Linked DNA regions of Mus musculus: regions 1 and 3 are each linked to region 2. The links are chromatin contacts, called in public HiChIP or PLAC-seq maps. All regions are on one chromosome and are shown on one strand. Each heading gives the region's core, a stretch centred on a gene start, on an enhancer-like site or on the middle of the called end of the contact. The rest is flanking DNA. Distances are from core to core; before and after follow the strand shown. Region 1 overlaps Dlx4os (distal-less homeobox 4, opposite strand). Region 2 has its middle 18 kb from the start of Gm46293. Region 3 has its middle 10 kb from the start of Itga3.

Region 1 (3,004 bases), core at 48-2,547, 240 kb before region 2:
CTTTCATTTATTTCTTTAGTTCGTGTTCACAGGTCATTTAGCACATGTCAACCCTGTGCCAATGTCCCACAGTCACACCTTGCAGGACTCCATTCATGTCTTGATGGAGTAAACCCCACCAAGAGCACGTGACAGGAGGAAATAGGAGCAGTGCTAGGGAAAGCCCAGAGAGTGGCACAGTCCTGCAGGAGGGGACCCTAAGGGCAGCAAGAAGCTGATAGACTGGTCTCCCAGCACTTGAGAGACTGAGGCAGGAAGGCTATGAATCTGAGACCAGCCTGGGCTACATAGTGAAAACCTCTCTCGAAATAACCAGAGCTTAAGACCAGTGTGTGGCCTGCCATTCATGTGAAGGTCACCAACAGACAGAGGTAAGTAAAGAGAAGGAAAAGACAAAGTGTGCAAGCCAGGGTGTATGGGGGGGGGGGTGTCGAGGCCTGAGGAGTTCCGGTTCTTGGCCCACATGCCTTGTTTGTAAGGTGCTTCATTGTGCTGTATATTTCATTTTTTAAAACATTTATTTATTTTATGTATATATCTGCATGTATCTGTGTGCCAGAAGAGGGCATCAGAGCCCAGTACAGATGGTTGTGAGCCACCATGTGGCTGCTGGGAATTGAACTCAGGGCCTCTGGAAGTGCTCGTAACTGCTGAGCCATCTCTCCAGCCCCATGCAGTGTGTTTTAAATTCAGTAATTTCCCCCTCAATTGTAGCACACCCAAACACACACACAAACCACAGGTGCACACAGTGTGTGACTGACTCACTGAGTGGAATCTGTAGACTCTGTACTTAGTAGGTTCATAAAAAGAGCACACTCCCCGGTGTGCTGGCAGTATGATTCCCGTATTGGAGAAACAGGAGGGACTGAGGGTTCCAGGCTGGCCTAGGCTATGCTATGGGACCTTGTATCTGGAAACAGAGAGGGGATGAAGGGAGAGGAGAGAGAAAGCAAGCATGATGGGGCCGCAGTGGGAATGCATGGTTCAACTCAAAGGGTATGGCCCCTTTTCCAAGGCAAGAACTTACTTTCTGGGGTGCACAGGGAGCAAAAGAAATGAAGTTTTTTTTTTCCTCAGGTTCATTGGCAGAGTGTCTGCCTAACTTGCACAAGGCCCTGGGCTCCATCCCCCCACATAACACAAATAAATAAATAAATGAAAAAAAATTAAATATACAAAAGAAACACACCACTTCTTTTCCATGATTGTCTGGGAAAATTTGAGCCCCAGACTCCAGAATCTGCTCCCCCCTCCCTTCTCTCAGCCCAGCACAAACCACAGAGCGGAGCCAAGAACACTGAGTCAGAAGGGCCTGCCTGCTCTGGAAAGCCAGTTCTGTGAACACAAGTCAGGTTTTCCCTGACAAAGACGTTTCGACATGAGCCTCGGTGTCTCCATCTGTAAAATGGAGCTAGTAAACCAGGCAGTTCACAAGTTGTTACAAAGCCCCAGTGTGTGTCAAAGGTTTTTAGGAAATACTATGTACATTGCACACGTTTTAATGTTTATTTTATTTCTTTTTAAACTGTGGGGCACAAGTCCATGGAGGTCAGAGAACAACCGGAAGTATCTGGTTCTCTCCTTCTGCCTCACACAGGGCCTGAGCCATGTTGCCGGCCCACATTGCATACTTTTTAACCCAGACAGGCATCTGTCTCCTACCTCCAATCACCTGATTTTGGAGGAGGAACAATTCTAAGTACTCTGACTTAGAATGTCTCCCCAGCCCTGGCTTCCGGTGTTCCAGCCTGGAACCTCAGACCTGAGCTTCAGTGAGATTCCAGGAGCAAGTTTACCAAGTTAGAGGAAGCCAGGCAGGGGAGATGGCATTCCAGGCGGCATGTCAGCTCGTGAGTCAGGGCTGGGAAGGCCCGTTCTGGGTCCCTGGAGGTGGGGGAGGACTTGCCTCTCTGGCTCTGGGCCCAGGCCGGGTTGCTCATTTGCATATATCTGCATGTATGTAAGTTTCACCTGCTTACATTGGCAGGGCTGAGAGAGACACCTGTGCAGAAAGCACAGCAGGATCCAATTTTACAGGGCTGGCTACTTGATGGAGCATCAACCCAGAATCTTGGTCCTGCTCCATGACCTGATGAAAAGCCTTTGGACCTCTGAATGGAACACAGGCTCTTTCCCTGGGCTCCCCTGGTTGCCCAGGCCAGGAACCTCAGTCTTTCTCCTACTCTTCCCGGTCCCACTCACCAAGTCCACTTGGGGGTTGTCCTTTCTTCACCTTTCTCTTGGCTCTCTTCTTTTCCATTGCCTCTGCCACCACGCCCTTGGGGAGTCCCACTTCACTGCACATTTGACCCATTGCAAGTCTCTCTTCCTCAAATCTCTGCCGCCCTATGAGCCCTTCCCCAATCCACCGTGGTACCCAAGGCAACCCAGGGAAGCAGCCCCTCTACTCCCATCTGGGTCCAACCTTCCCATCACTCAAGGTCACAGCACACTGCCTCCTTGGCTTCCATGGCTCTTACCTTGCAGCCTAATGAACAAAGGCCCTGCATGTGCCTTTTCTGTTAATAAGAACAGGACTCCCTTACCTGGGATGTGTAGCACAGGAGTTCCAATTATTCATATTATTTATAATATTAATATAATATAATGACTATGATATAATAATTACTATAACTCATTATTAATCTTATTTCTTTTCTTACTGCCTTCATAGCAGACACTGCTCTCCAGCAGCCTCCTCCTCTTTCTCAGGCTTTTCTCTGCCCTTGCTGCATAGCATTTCTCCAGGGAAGAGAGTCAGTCCCCTGGCAGTGATGGTAGCCAGCGAGCTGGGGATCCCCATTGCTTTAAGAAAGGGTATTTGGCCCTTTTGTGCCTCAGTGTTCTCATTTGTAAAAGAGAGGATAATATACGTATCTGCATTGGATATGGACTCTATCTTATACAGAAATATTGTCATCATTAGATAAAGAGAGGCACTTAAGTCCTTAGCATAGTGCTTGCCACACAGACAACATATTGTATAATCGTTACTCTTACT
Region 2 (3,353 bases), core at 435-2,934:
TCAGGCTAGCCTGGAATCTATGATCCTCCTGCTTTTGCCTTCCGAGTGCGAGGCTTACACACATGTGCCGCCACATCTTTACTATTGCTGTTTTAATTTTTTTTTTACATTTCTATATTTTGTGTGTGTGAGCGTGTGTGTTTGTCTACTCATGTGAGGGCACAAGTGTGGAGGGCAGACAATAACCCCGTGGGTTCCTGTTAGTGAACCTGGGTGGTCTGGGTTGGCAGCATGTACCTGAGCCATCTTGACGGCCTGACACTATTATGTTTTGAACTCAGTCATGAAAGGTGCAATCTAAATCCTCCCCAGTAGGAGTTCAAGGAAATAGTGGAAACTGTAGCTGTGAGCCAGTCCCACCCCTGGAAGAGTGAGGAAATAAACCCATGACTTCATGTTTTCATAGGGCTACTCAAGATCACCACGTCCACAGTTGTGAGCGGCCTAAGCAGATAGCAGCAACATAGTCACCAGCGGAACTGCCCAGGCATTACCAATCTATTACAGATTTACTGTTGCATTTATGTTAGTGGACCGATTTTCTTTATGGTTTGCATGGGGGGGGGGGGTTGAACCCAGGGTTTCACGCATGCTCTGCTAAGTATAGCTCTAATTGAGCTATAACCCAAAGCACAGCAGAATGTCCCAAACCCAAACTGTAACGTTGCTGTTCCATAATGGGGGGCTCATATCTCCCTCCCCATTTGCAGAGTTCTGTTTCAGACCAGGAGACTGGAATCAATGACATATTATTAAGACTATTTAAAAACCACATCCAAACATTACATCAGAACTTAAAGAATTCTTTCCAGAGTCAAATTCAAGCAAAGAACAGGCTGCTGCTCTGCGTGCTGTTCTTGGGAAGCTGCAGTAGACAGCTTAGGCCTTAGTCTTTAGAAAACCTGGCATCTTCTGACCTTGGATGCTTGAGGGCTGAAGGTGGACAGTCCTCAGAGATGGATGCGGTCCAAATCCAAAGCCATCTGACAGAGCCACTAATATTTACTGCCATTTCTAATGACCTATAATTGTGGTTTGGGGTTTTCTAATTCAGTACAAATAGGAATAAGAAAAGAAAGCGACAGACAGGATTTGAAAACCCTTCTGCTTCCTTGTAACCGCTGTGTCCCTCTAGTTAATTTGGGGTAATTATCCCTCGTTGCTTTTACAACGCTGCAATTTTTTTATTATTATTATTTTGGAAATAAATGCTTCTAAAGTTGTCTAAAACTTGGTGGTCGGTGTGTGAGTTTAATGCTGGCTAGGGAATGTGAGAAACGAAGTGGTAGCCCACCGCTTTAAACCCAAGCGCTCAGGAGGCAGAGACACGCAGATCTCTTTTGAGGTTCAGGCCATCTGGGTCTTCAGAGAGTTCCAGGTCAGTCTGAGCTAAAGAGGAGAGTGGGTCCTGGGGTGGGGGTGGGGAGAAAGGAAGAAGAGAAAAAAAGCCTGAAAAGCCAGCTGGAAAAGCGTGCAAGGATCAGGACATCAAGGCCAGCCTCAGCCACCTCAGGAGTTCATGGCTGTCCCAGCTACATGCATGCTCTTCTAAAAGGTGTGAGAAAGAGCTTTCCAGCTGACTTCCTGGGCTGCATTCCACAGTGATAAGGAAATCCTGAGGACTCCTAATGGCTCTTCCAGCCTGCCTGACTCACTGTACCCAGCCACACTGTGGCAGCTGGGCCCACACTCACCCTGGCTTCTGCGAGTCTCTGGCAGCTAGTGGGAGGGGCTTACTCAAGAGGCAGAGGAGCTACAGGGCACGGCCTGTTTGACTTGAGGACCCCAGTCCAGTGTTTCTCCCTAAAGCCGGCCACCTTCTGTCTAAGGTGTTTTAAGGCTCCCTCCTCCAGCCTCTGTCCTTCACATAACAGCCTCCACAAGTTAACAATTGCATCCTCACGATCTTCACAGCCAAACCCTTCTGGTTACTGGAGTCCTTAGCTGCACTCTAGAGGTGAGGACACTGAAGTCCAGAGAAGTTAAGCCACCTGCCTTTTGCCCAGCTGCTGTTAAGGGGCAACACAGGCTCCATCCTAACGAATTTGACTCCCACCACAGCTGGGCATGAAAGGGGCTTTCTAGTTCTACGATCAAAAAAACTTCATCATGGGCACTCATCCAAGCTATGGCCTCCATATTCTGCTCCTCGGTCTCTGCGAATGCCAGACGTTATTATCTCCCTCTCCACTCCTCTCCCAGCACCGCCCCTCCCCCGCACTCCCCCATTTCTTTCCCCCTCCCGTCGTCCCCCCCCCCCCCCCCCCGCCATCCTCGACAGCCTGGTGGTCTTCCTGAGGTGTCTGGTCTCTACTCTGTGAGCTTTTGGTCCCTTGCATAGTGGTCCTGTCTCCCAAAGGGACCCAACCCCCAGCTGTCCCTCAGGTCCTGTTGCTGGAGGCAGTGCGGGTGCCACGTCCTGCAGAGCACTGGTGGCCTGCCAATGCAGCTGGCCCGCCCTCCCTGGTGGCGCAAGGCCTGCCTGGGTGTGTCCTGCCCAGCACGGACCCTGCTCCAGAGCAGCATTGCAGAGACAGTCCCTTCCCCTGTCTCCTGCTGCTGCTTCCAGTGCCACCTCAATGCTCTGCCTCCCCTAACTCTCAGGATGTTTCAGAGACTCTTCTGAGATCCCACTTCTGCCCACCTCACACCAGGTTCTCCCACAAGCAGGTCTCACTGTGCTGTTGGCTGGCTGATAATGGGGAATGAGGTGGGGGCGGGGCTGGGGAGAAGGGGAGGTTTTAGTAGAAGTAAAGGAGGAAGGGGAGATGATGCAAATACATTTTAATTAAATATATAATTAAATATTTATTTATAAATATTTTAAAATGTAAATGCTAAATTTAAAATAAAAATACATACTACTAAATATATAATAAATGGAAAATAATAACCATAGGGGGAGGGGCAGATGGTGCTGGGAGCCCTGGAGGAGCTCTTGCATCCTGTTCCTGTCTCTTCTAGCATCTTGCCTAGTGGGTTTTGAATGCTCAGAGAATACTGGAGGACTGTTTAGGCTCTGCCCTCAGGTCTCCATTTCAAATCCCAGCCTCCCTTTTCTCTGCCACGTGATCTTGGGCAAGTTTCTTTCCTTCTCTGTACCACCCTCATTTGTTCTATCTCTAAAATGGCGAGAACGATCCTTTGGTTTTATGAAAATGTAAGGGCCTTCGTAGCTAGTCCAGTGGCAGAAGTGTAGCCTCCTGTTTCCTCCTGGGACCCTTCTCCCCTGCCTGGCCCCAGTTAGCATCCTGAGCCCAAATCCTTCTCATTCCCCTTCCCTCTCCCAGGGACTCACGGGTCCCTGTGCTTCTGACTCAGGCCAAAGAGCTCTCAGATCTAAGGAGAGACTT
Region 3 (3,124 bases), core at 611-3,110, 170 kb before region 2:
CAGTTACCATTATCATCTCAAATAAAAATGCCATTTGTTAAGTGACTACTTAGTGCAAGGCACCTTACAAGTTCTAATACACTGTAGTGAATCTATAAGGCACGATGGTTTACTTAGGAAAAGTGAGGCACAGAGAGCACACACACACACACACACACACACACACACACACACACACGTCCAAAGCGAATAGGTGACCAAATATGGCAAATGCTTCTCAAGAGTGGAATCCATTGGTAGGGCGGGCCCGCAAGAAGCCGGGGGAAGGTGGGTTTCTACTAGGCAGGAGAGGACTGGGGCTTTGTAGGCAGAGACTACCCAAGCTACGGGTCTTGAGAAAGCAAGAGCAGGCTGTGAGCATGAGGTGCCACCTGCTTGCCTGGGTTGCATGGGGAGGACAATAGGGTCACCAGCGGAGGAACCATGGTGACTGGGAAGGGATTGTTCTGTGTCTCATCGAATCTGGGGCTCGAGGGGGAACTGACTGGTCTCCCAGTGCCCAGGTGAGACGTCTCCAACAGAAGTGAAGTGACGGCCTTGGGCCAGATGCCAGGGGCTTCCCTAGTCCGACCGGAGCCAGTCCTCGGGAGTCCTGAGACTCAGGCATGGTTATCATTCTTTGCAGAGGAAGGGACTGGAGCTCTGGATGGGTTAGAGTCGAATGTGCACTGGGCTGAGTCACTCCCCTCTAAAATCCCCCACCCCAAATCTGTCCCATCCCATCCCATCCCATCCCATCCCATCCCATCCCATCCCCCAACCCTGCTGGCATCCGGCCAGGACCTTGGCCCTATTTGCACACTGGTAGGTAGGGTGGATGTCATTTGTGGACAGGAAAACAAGATTATCATAAATGAATAAAGTGGAGGCAGTCAGGCTGCAGCCAGGCCACCTAGAGAGCTACACAGGACTGAGGGATTCAGGGCAGTATTTAAGGGCCTGCAGGAACTGGCACCCCTGGGGAGGCTGTGTTGGTTTAGCTTCCTGTGGAAGCCAGGCCAGCCATAGCCTGCTCAGCAGCACAAGGAAAGAGCTTTTTGTTGGTGTGTGGATCTAGACTGTCATAGGGTCCCTCTGGGCTCTGGACTCTTTGTCCCCATCAGCATCCTGGACCTGGTCAGGTTGTCAGCTTGGATTTCTACCTAGAAGGCCCTCTTGGTCCCACACTCACAACCCAGACTCTTTTCCCTGTCTCAGCCCTCTCTGTCTCCTCCGCATCCTTCTAGGTACTAGCTCCTGTTCACACATCCTAATCTAAACATCTCTCAAATCCATCCACATCTCTATGACCCCTCATCCTCTCTTACCTCCATCCACTCACACACACCTGGTCTCCTTGATGCTCTGAATAATCTCCAGGTTGTCAGCTTGTTGCCTGAAGGAACCAGCTAATGTTCCCTTTGGGTATAGACTGATGAAGCCCTATTCTGGATGAAGCACCTAGGGCTACCTGAACACGATCCCCAGGAGTATCTGTGCTTGTGGTTTTTACTGTCTACCCTTGCTCTTACGGTCCCCTCGTCTCTCCCACCACATCTGCCTCTCTTAACCCTTGTCTTTTTCACTGTAACGGAGGTGAGGTGAGCTCTGTTCTGTGCTGCACCCCAAGAATATAACAGAGAGCAGTTCTGCCATTGAGGGCATAGCCTTGATGCCCTTCCAAGCCTCACCTGAGGGGTAGAGTGGGCGGGGTGGGGGATGGGCAAGAGAGAAAGAGTCAGAAAGTAAGACCTTCATCTAAGTCCCCATGGACTGCCCCCACCGGACCCCACTAAATCTTTCCTTGTCTCCACCCACTCCCAGGCTCTGGTCTTTCCTCTCTCCCCCTTCTCAGTGGTCTGAGTCATCTGTGCCCTGGGCCCTCATCTCTGGCAATGCTGTCATATCCTGCCCACTCCCTGCCAGGGAGGAGGAGGGCTACCCCTGCTAAGGTGGGACTCCCTGCATCTTAGTAGGTGTCCTCGACAGGCCAGGCTTCACCTATCCCAGAGAGGTCCTATTGATGAGCTTTTTTTGTGTGATTCTAACAGGAGAGAGCATGAACCAGAGGGGCGGGCGAGCTGAGGCTGGCTCCCAGCTCTAAACCCACGTGGGGCCAGTCAGACCTGACCACCAGTTTCAGGCTTCTGGGAACGCAGTTTGTGTTTCCCATTTTGCCTGACCTAGGATGGCTACCTTCTCAGCTCTGCACCAGCTTGCAAGGAGTTTTCAGGTCAGTGGTACATATGTCCACTGCCTTCCTGCCAGGTGACCCCAGGATGGGAGGAGGAGTGGGAGGAGGGGGGGAGAACAGGAGGAGGGGTAGGAGGACGTGTCTACCTGTATTACTCAGGCCCTAGGTTATGCAGAGTTGGCCAGGAGGAGGAAGTGAGTCAGTGGGCACAGCAATTCATGCCTCCAAATTCTGACTTTCCTTTTCAACCCACTGAGCCAAAACGTTTGTCCCAACAGGATCTCGGGGTGGGGGAGGGGTGGGCGGCAGTGGAAGTTAAAGAGACAGAGCCTCTCGCTCAGTTCCATTGAGTTTTATTTATTTTTTGAGGGTGAAAGGTTGTAAGGGCATGTGGCTGACTGAGGCCAGCTAGACACATGGGAAGTTGAAGACCTGCTGAACGTCAAGGGCTGTCACAGGGCTGGGAAATACAGGCGTCATCACAGGGAATATGACAGCTGGCCCTAGGGTGTTAATGACTGGGCCCTAGGTTTGCTGCTTTAAGAAACCTGTGAGTTTTGAATCTTTGCTCCCAATATACAGATAAGGAAATTGAGGCTAATGGGAGGGAAGAGACTTGTTTAAGGTCACAATCCCACAACTCTAATAACCACACTGCCATCTCACACTCGAAGTCAGTGCAAGGCCTGGAAGTTTCCAGTGAGTGTGTGTCTCTGCTGTTTTGCGTTCGTGTGACTGTGATGGAGAGAGTCGCTGAGAGTGGAAACGCACAAAAGATTTCAAAGAACAGAGGCCAGCCTGGTCTACAAAGTGAGCTCCAGGACAGCCAGGGCTATACAGAGAAACCCTGTCTCGAAAAACCAAAAAAAAAAAAAAAAAAAAAAAAAAAAAAAGATTTCAAAGAACAAACAAGTGGACATTTTCCAAGTGCTCTGGCAGGCAAAGGGCATC

The links. HiChIP or PLAC-seq counts read pairs in DNA pulled down with a chosen protein or histone mark.
Region 1: a contact with region 2 is called in a FOXA1 HiChIP or PLAC-seq map of pancreatic cancer cells. The contact joins two enhancer-like sites. A contact is called at or near these places in 2 of 39 promoter capture datasets (liver and pre-B cells), 1 of 115 datasets of contacts at active chromatin or transcription factors (pancreatic cancer cells) and 1 of 9 other capture datasets (liver).
Region 3: a FOXA1 HiChIP or PLAC-seq map of pancreatic cancer cells shows a contact between it and region 2. The contact joins two enhancer-like sites. A contact is called at or near these places in 1 of 39 promoter capture datasets (pre-B cells), 1 of 115 datasets of contacts at active chromatin or transcription factors (pancreatic cancer cells) and 2 of 9 other capture datasets (adipose tissue and liver).

Annotation. Positions count from the first base shown.
Region 1 is chr11:95,152,189-95,155,192 of GRCm38.p6, reverse strand. The region is part of intron 1 of Dlx4os (distal-less homeobox 4, opposite strand); the gene reads right to left. Among named protein-coding and RNA genes, the nearest start is that of Dlx4, 7.9 kb to the right of the region's middle. Within about 2 kb of position 1,297, at least 19 of the 459 cell types and tissues checked have an H3K27ac peak or open chromatin away from gene starts, as enhancers often do. A contact at or near this core is called in pancreatic cancer cells, where this site is marked.
Region 2 is chr11:94,914,987-94,918,339 of GRCm38.p6, reverse strand. No RefSeq gene overlaps it. Among named protein-coding and RNA genes, the nearest start is that of Gm46293, 18 kb to the left of the region's middle. Within about 2 kb of position 1,684, at least 95 of the 459 cell types and tissues checked have an H3K27ac peak or open chromatin away from gene starts, as enhancers often do. A contact at or near this core is called in adipose tissue and pancreatic cancer cells, where this site is marked.
Region 3 is chr11:95,085,172-95,088,295 of GRCm38.p6, reverse strand. No RefSeq gene overlaps it. Among named protein-coding and RNA genes, the nearest start is that of Itga3, 10 kb to the right of the region's middle. Within about 2 kb of position 1,860, at least 69 of the 459 cell types and tissues checked have an H3K27ac peak or open chromatin away from gene starts, as enhancers often do. A contact at or near this core is called in adipose tissue and pancreatic cancer cells, where this site is marked.